Linked DNA regions of Bos taurus: region 2 is linked to region 1. A link is a contact called in public Hi-C data. All regions are on one chromosome and are shown on one strand. The core of a region is the stretch at or near the end of the contact, and the rest is flanking DNA. Distances in the headings are between cores, read along the strand shown.

Evidence for each region. Hi-C and Micro-C count contacts between places; a contact is called where the count stands out from the background.
Region 2: a Hi-C map of liver shows a contact between it and region 1, with 2.6 times the contacts expected there. The contact joins two enhancer-like sites. A contact is called at or near these places in 2 of 11 Hi-C or Micro-C datasets (liver and skeletal muscle).

What each region holds. Positions count from the first base shown.
Region 1 is chr21:47,666,054-47,669,258 of ARS-UCD2.0, forward strand. All of the region lies in intron 11 of MIPOL1 (mirror-image polydactyly 1), which reads left to right. Among named protein-coding and RNA genes, the nearest start is that of FOXA1, 120 kb to the right of the region's middle. Within about 2 kb of position 1,573, at least 1 of the 102 cell types and tissues checked has an H3K27ac peak or open chromatin away from gene starts, as enhancers often do. A contact at or near this core is called in liver, where this site is marked.
Region 2 is chr21:47,751,909-47,755,173 of ARS-UCD2.0, forward strand. No RefSeq gene overlaps it. Among named protein-coding and RNA genes, the nearest start is that of FOXA1, 29 kb to the right of the region's middle. Within about 2 kb of position 1,288, at least 7 of the 102 cell types and tissues checked have an H3K27ac peak or open chromatin away from gene starts, as enhancers often do. A contact at or near this core is called in liver, where this site is marked.

The DNA.
Region 1 (3,205 bases), core at 323-2,822:
CCTGATTATTAGCTACATTTTTTTTTAAAGAATTCTGATGCCTGTAAATGTGATATAAGGCACGTTTAGTGTTTATCGGACTGCTGATAAATCACATATTCCCTTCTGAAGAAACCTGAATGAGTGCTTTACTGAGTTCTTTAACTCTCAAAGAACAATAACCTTACGTTTATCTCTCTAATCCCTAAAACATGTAGATAAAGCAGTCTGATAATAGCTTGGACTGATTTTATTCATGTCTTCAATTTTCACATATTGTACAGAGAAACTGCTAAAAATATAACAATAATTACCACATTGATTTCCTTTTAAATAAGTTAAATAGAGCATATGTGTAATTTAATAACATTAAGGGAATCATTCTGGTGTATGTGAGTCTGTGTAGTATGCACATACCTAGTCGTGTCCGACTCTTTGTGACCATGCCCACCAGGTCCTCTGTCCATGGAATTTCCCAGACAGAAATACTGGAGTGGGTTGCCATTTCCTACTCCAGGGAATCTTCCCAACCCAGGGATAGAACCCACATCTTTTGTGTTTCCTGCATTCCCGGGCATATTCTTGACCACTGCGCCACCTGGGAAGCCCTGTATATGAGTAACATTTCTCTACAGTTACCATAGCCAAAATCATCAGCAAAATTATGAAAAAAGATATTTTCTTATAACTCTATTCATTATAAAGGGAACTGTTTTAAATTTCACAAGCTAGCATTTGTTGATTATGCTATATTATGGTAAAATTGATTTCAAAATTAAAGATATAAAAGAAAGTAAGGGAGACAAAATGATTACCCACCAGAAGAATTGTGTTACAGCCCTCCTTCCTTTTCTATGCATCTGCCTTATAATCCCTCATCTAGGATGCAAGGCCATTAAGATGCAAGAAAATGCAGAATGATTCAGATTAGAAGCAGGCCTTAAGCAACATTCAATACTAAAGATAAAGGTAGTGAGCAAAATCTCTGTATGATCAGACATTTTTATCTGCTTTGGTTACTATTATATCCCCAAGCTTTTAATGTATACTCGGTACTCTATATGTTTAGTTGCTCAATAAATATTTATTAAATGAACGACTCCTTTCAGACATTATTTCATTACGAGCAAATATTCACTCATCCACCAGAGGGGAGTCCAGTAGCACTGTATCTGGTATTCCAGGAAAACTGCTGAAATCCACAGTGGTACCGTAGTAGATGAGAGTCAGGTGAAATCCCCCTCCGGAGGAGAGTAAGTCATTGGAGCTATTTTTGCTTGCTTTTCTTTCTTTCATTTTCTTTTTAAATCTTAGGCTTTTTCTTATTGTTAGTGTTCACAAAGCAATCAACCTGGAAGCCACATTGGTTAACTATAGACCAGTACATATCCATAACTTAGATTCTGCAGAGCACACACCAATCACAGAGATTCGAGTCAGCCATTAAAACATTAAAAAAAAAATTAAGAACCACATGAAGCAGGCCGTCAGTTCCACAAATATTTATTAAATCCTTTTCTGGGCACTAGAGATCAAATGGTGGGGAAAAAAATTGCTTCACAACTATCCAGTTGAAAGGTCAGAGTACTATAGGAGCACGTGAGAGGATCAGCTAATCTGGACAACAGGTCAGATTTCTTAGAGAAACTCATATCCATGCTGAGATCTAAAGGATGAGTAGGGGCTAGATAAGTAACAGAGAATAAGGTCAGTGTTCTGGGAGATATGAAAGTTGTTCATTCTGGCCTGGAGTATAGAGATTAAATAGGTGAATAATGAGAAATGAGCTAGAAAGAGAGGCATGAGGAGCTTTGTAAATGATGCTTAAGGAATTTGGACTTTACCCTCAGAGCAGTGAGGAGTCATTGAAGAGTTTTAATCCAAGTAGTCGTACATTCACATTTGTGCTTTAGAAAACTCACTCAAGGCAAAGAACAAGTGAAGACTACTGCAGTAATCCACTAAAGAAAATAATGGCAGACACGCTAAATTGTGATAATGGTAATGGGGCTAGAAAGAAATACTGGAAAGATACAAGGGACATTTAAGTTTAAGTCAAAAGGATTGATTAGATTGTGTGTGAGAAATAGATGTCAAGGATGATGCATAGGTTTTGAGCATGAGCACTGAGTAGAAGCAGTACCCAGTGAGAGGAGAGGGAAAGAAAGGGCTGATTTGTAGAGGAATAGAAAATGAGATCATGAGTTTAGTTTTTAGATATACTGAGTTGTAGATATTTGTAGGATGGCCAAGTGAAGATGTCTGCTAGGTGGTTGTGTAGATCTGCTGCTCAGGATAGAAATCTGAGTTGGAGAGAAAGACTTCTGAGTTAGGAGTCATTAGCAAAATAAATGATTGAGTGACACCATGGGACTGAGCTAAAATCAAGGGAGAGTGACTAGAAGTGAGAAGACACCAACAGTTAAAAGTTGGGTAAAGAAAAAGAAGCTCCCAGAGGAGATTAAGAAGTGTCAAGAAATACTTTTGATGAAGCAGAAGAGCCGAAGTGTATTTTTATAGAAAGCATTTTCAGAAAGACTTGGCTTCTATTAGATAATAAAACATAGAGATTGAAAAATGAGCAATACCATCGTTGGAGCAGTTGTGGATTGAGCAGATAGCAGAGCCTTGAATAGAATTTGAGGTGAAGATAGGAAGCACAGACAGTTTGATTCTAAATGAGATGATCCCAAAGTAAGTCCAAGAAAATTCTCATCTTTTAGACCAGACTAGCATACCTTTGAACTTAGTCAAAATCTCTGGTAGAAAACAGAACGAAACAAAAAACTTCATAAATGGAATATCTGGCCCAAGGAAATAAATAAAATGTGAGTTCTAGAACTTTATTTCCCAGATTTGAAAAGAAAGTGGAGTCACTCAGTTGTGTCTGACTCTTTGCTACCACATGGACTGTAGCCTACGAGGCTCCTCCATCCGTGGGATTTTCCAGGCAAGAATACAGGAGTGGATTGCCATTCCTTCTCCAGAGGATCTTCCCAACCCAGAAATTGAACCCGGGTTTCCCACGTTGCAGGCAGACGCTTTACTGTCTGTGCCACCAGGGAAGCCTCAATATAATTCCATGCCCTTGAAATTGCACTCAGAGAAGAAGCAAGGTGCATCTGAGCAGTTAGAGGCTGTTTGTCATATAAGGTAATGAACAGACACAAAACACACCCTACCCAGACTAGAGCAATTGTTTTAAAAGGTAAATCTTGTTCCCCTC
Region 2 (3,265 bases), core at 38-2,537, 86 kb after region 1:
AAAATGTATCTGGATACATTTTAAATAAAGTTTTACTTGGACGACACAGACACAATGCTGAAGTTCCTGGAGAAATATTCTCTTTAGAGTTGTTGCTGGTTTTCATTTCATCCTCTCCCTCCTTTGACCAGAATTCCTAAAACTGAGACCCTCTCACCTAGGACCTAGCCTGGATTCACCTGCCCCCTTGTGGTATTCCTTTCTGAATATTCCTTTCTGAATTTAATTGATTTCTGAAATTTGGATTTGGTATTACTTAGCCTGAGAAGATAAACCTCTTTACTCTTGTCCAATACTCTAAGACCAGAAAACTTTTCTTCTGTTAGTCACTGGCTAACATACAAAGATTAAAGAAGTTTATTTTTTAAATTTAATTTAGAGCACAAGAAGGAAATTGAGCACTATAAAGAAACTATGATCAGAGATGATGATAAGAACTTGGTCTGGAATCTATATTAGTGACCTGCAGATTGATAAACTAAAGAGATGTTTCCAAGGTTCTCATAAAGCAACTTAAAATGAAATTTTTTCTATGTGAATGTCTCCTTTTTTGATTAATGTTAGAGGAAAATGTTACTCCATTTTATTTAAATTTTCTATAGATTTCCTAAACCTCTCATCAAGGATGAATTCATAAATATAAAAAATAAATGTATACAGTATGATATTTGACACGTCTCTCTCTGAAAAATGGAATTTTTTTACATGCCATAGAACTAATTTTTACATCCTCGATTGAAGTCAGTATTGAAATCACATGGGAAAGGGATGGTATATCAATGAGGGAATTATCTAGACACAAATTCAGAGATATTTTCAAGAATGATAAGAATTAGGCATCTAGTCAATAAAGAATAATGTGCAGATGAAAGAAAATGGGAGATGAAAGAAAAGCACTATTTACAAAAATAGTTTGTCTTTCTTGGAAGAAATAGATTGCTAAATTATTGTCAATAAGACCCCAATTAATGTTTGAAAAACCTCTTTCTATCTGCTAAGTATAAATATTTCCAGCAGAAAGAGTTGTTTGTTTCTTTGTTGTTCCAGCTCTTCCCCAGCTCTTCACCAAAGGCTGGTTTGATTGAATGATAGTGGTCCTCCGTGGCGTTTTAAACACTATGTCACCTAGCTGGAGATCTAGAAGAAGAAAAAGTATGCAGGCTTTAACAAAGCTGTAGTCCAACTTCCAACTACCTAGGATCCGCCGCTCCTTTGCAGCTTCTCTTACATTTATGACAGCTGACCTACTAACAGGTTCCCAGAAATCCAGGTTCAAATTTTGGCAGGCTTACCTCACCTCTTTGTCCTTCCAAAGTACATAAATGCTAAACTGTGTTCACAGTGAGGAAGGAAGAGTCATTCCAATGAGACTTTTAAAATCAAGACCCTTTCTGCTCCCTACCAAGTTACTGCCATTCTCTCCAAAGGAATAGAATTTTCTCAGTGTGCCCTTGGCGTAATTTCTTCAGCCTGGATTAAACACAGGTGACTGAGAGTCTACCTTATCTCCACAGGGCATTAGTCACTCTATAAAAGTTAAATTTATTATGAAATGCTTTGTTTGTGTTAACATACATCTTCTCTGGGAAGTTGGAAACAAAGGCACGTCCTTTAAGACTCCGTATGGGGAAAACATATCCTCCTGTGGAATTTAACCTTAATTTGAACCAAGATCTGTGAAAGAAAAGCACTTTAGTGCATTGTTCCCTTTGCCCCACCCCTCTATTCCCTTATCTAAATGGGGTTACTGTTGCTCTGCGTTTTTAACTCTTCACATTCCAAACCTTGCTTTCCTGAACTTAATCTTAGAAGTATATCCAAATAATTGTGACAAACAATTATGCCTTTTTAGGTATGAGTGGTTTTATGTAATATATTAATTCTGATATTTAAAATTAAATATGTTAAATATATAGCCAGTTATGCTTGCATGTCTTATTGTTCATTATGTTGTTTTAACAAATGGTACATTGTAAAGGATATTTTATTTCCTGAAAATCTTCTCTAAGGTTCACTTGTTAGGAAGCATTGTCATGTATGCATTGTTCATACTTTATTCGAAGTAAAGAATAATTAGAAGAAAAGTGTACATTAGGAATGATGAGAAGATGTATTTGAAAGAACTAATTTCGACCTCTCTTTTCCTTCAGTCTGTTTGCATAGTCTGGTATTGCTTTCAATGTATTTAAATCCATAGATGCACCAGTGCTTTTTAAAAGTAAAAGCAAAGCTTCCATGGCTGCTGTCCACCCTCATGCAGATGAGTTTATAAGCAGCAAAGGGAGTATCTTTTAAATATTAAGTTTTCATTTTAAAAAATTCTGCTTATATGAATACAGAAATTTTCTTTGATAGTATCTACCAACAAACTTGTAATTATTCAAATAACTTTTCTTCTTTTTTTTTTATCCTTTGGCCATGCCGCACTGCATATGGGAGCATAATTCCCCGACCAGAAATCAAACCTGTGCCCCCTGCATTAGCAGCACGGAGTCTTAACCACTGGACCACCAGGAAGTCCCCTTTCATTATCTTTTATTAAGTTAAGAAAAAAATAACAAACTAAATTTGAATATAAACTTAGATATTCGTTTAAAATATACACATAAGATTTTTAAATTAACATTGCTCAATTCTACTCAAAATAACTATCTTCAGCATTATTAAATTGAAAATTTCTTATCAAAATAAAAAATTAATAACAAAACATTTACAGATTCCTGCAGTCACACATTCCTTATTATATAGTATGTTTCATTTAAACAATAACATTGAAATTAGTTTGATAAATATGTTTTTTTAAAAATGGGATATATGAATAATACATTTAGGGCGTTAGGACATTTATCACAAGTAATATCAAATCAAGCCATCATTGTTCTCCTCCTCAGCCCTGCCTACATTTACTGGTTCCAACCAACCCTCATATGACATTTATTGAAGCTTAGTTTCTACCACTTGTTAGCACTTGATTATATACTATGACTGCTATTTGAATTCGTAATTTTTATTGCTTTTTCATGGAAATTATAAACTCAGAATAATAATGAGTGGACAACTGGAATACTTTAATTTACCTCTTAGACTCAAATCCTTGTTTCTCTTGGACTTTACACTATATTAGATACTGCTGCTGCTGCTGCTGCCAAGTCACTTCAGTCGTGTCCGACTCTGTGCAACCCCATAGACGGCAGCCCACCAGGCTCCGCCGTCCCTGGGGTTCTCCAGGCAAGAAACTGGAGTGGGTTGCCATTTCCTTCTCCAA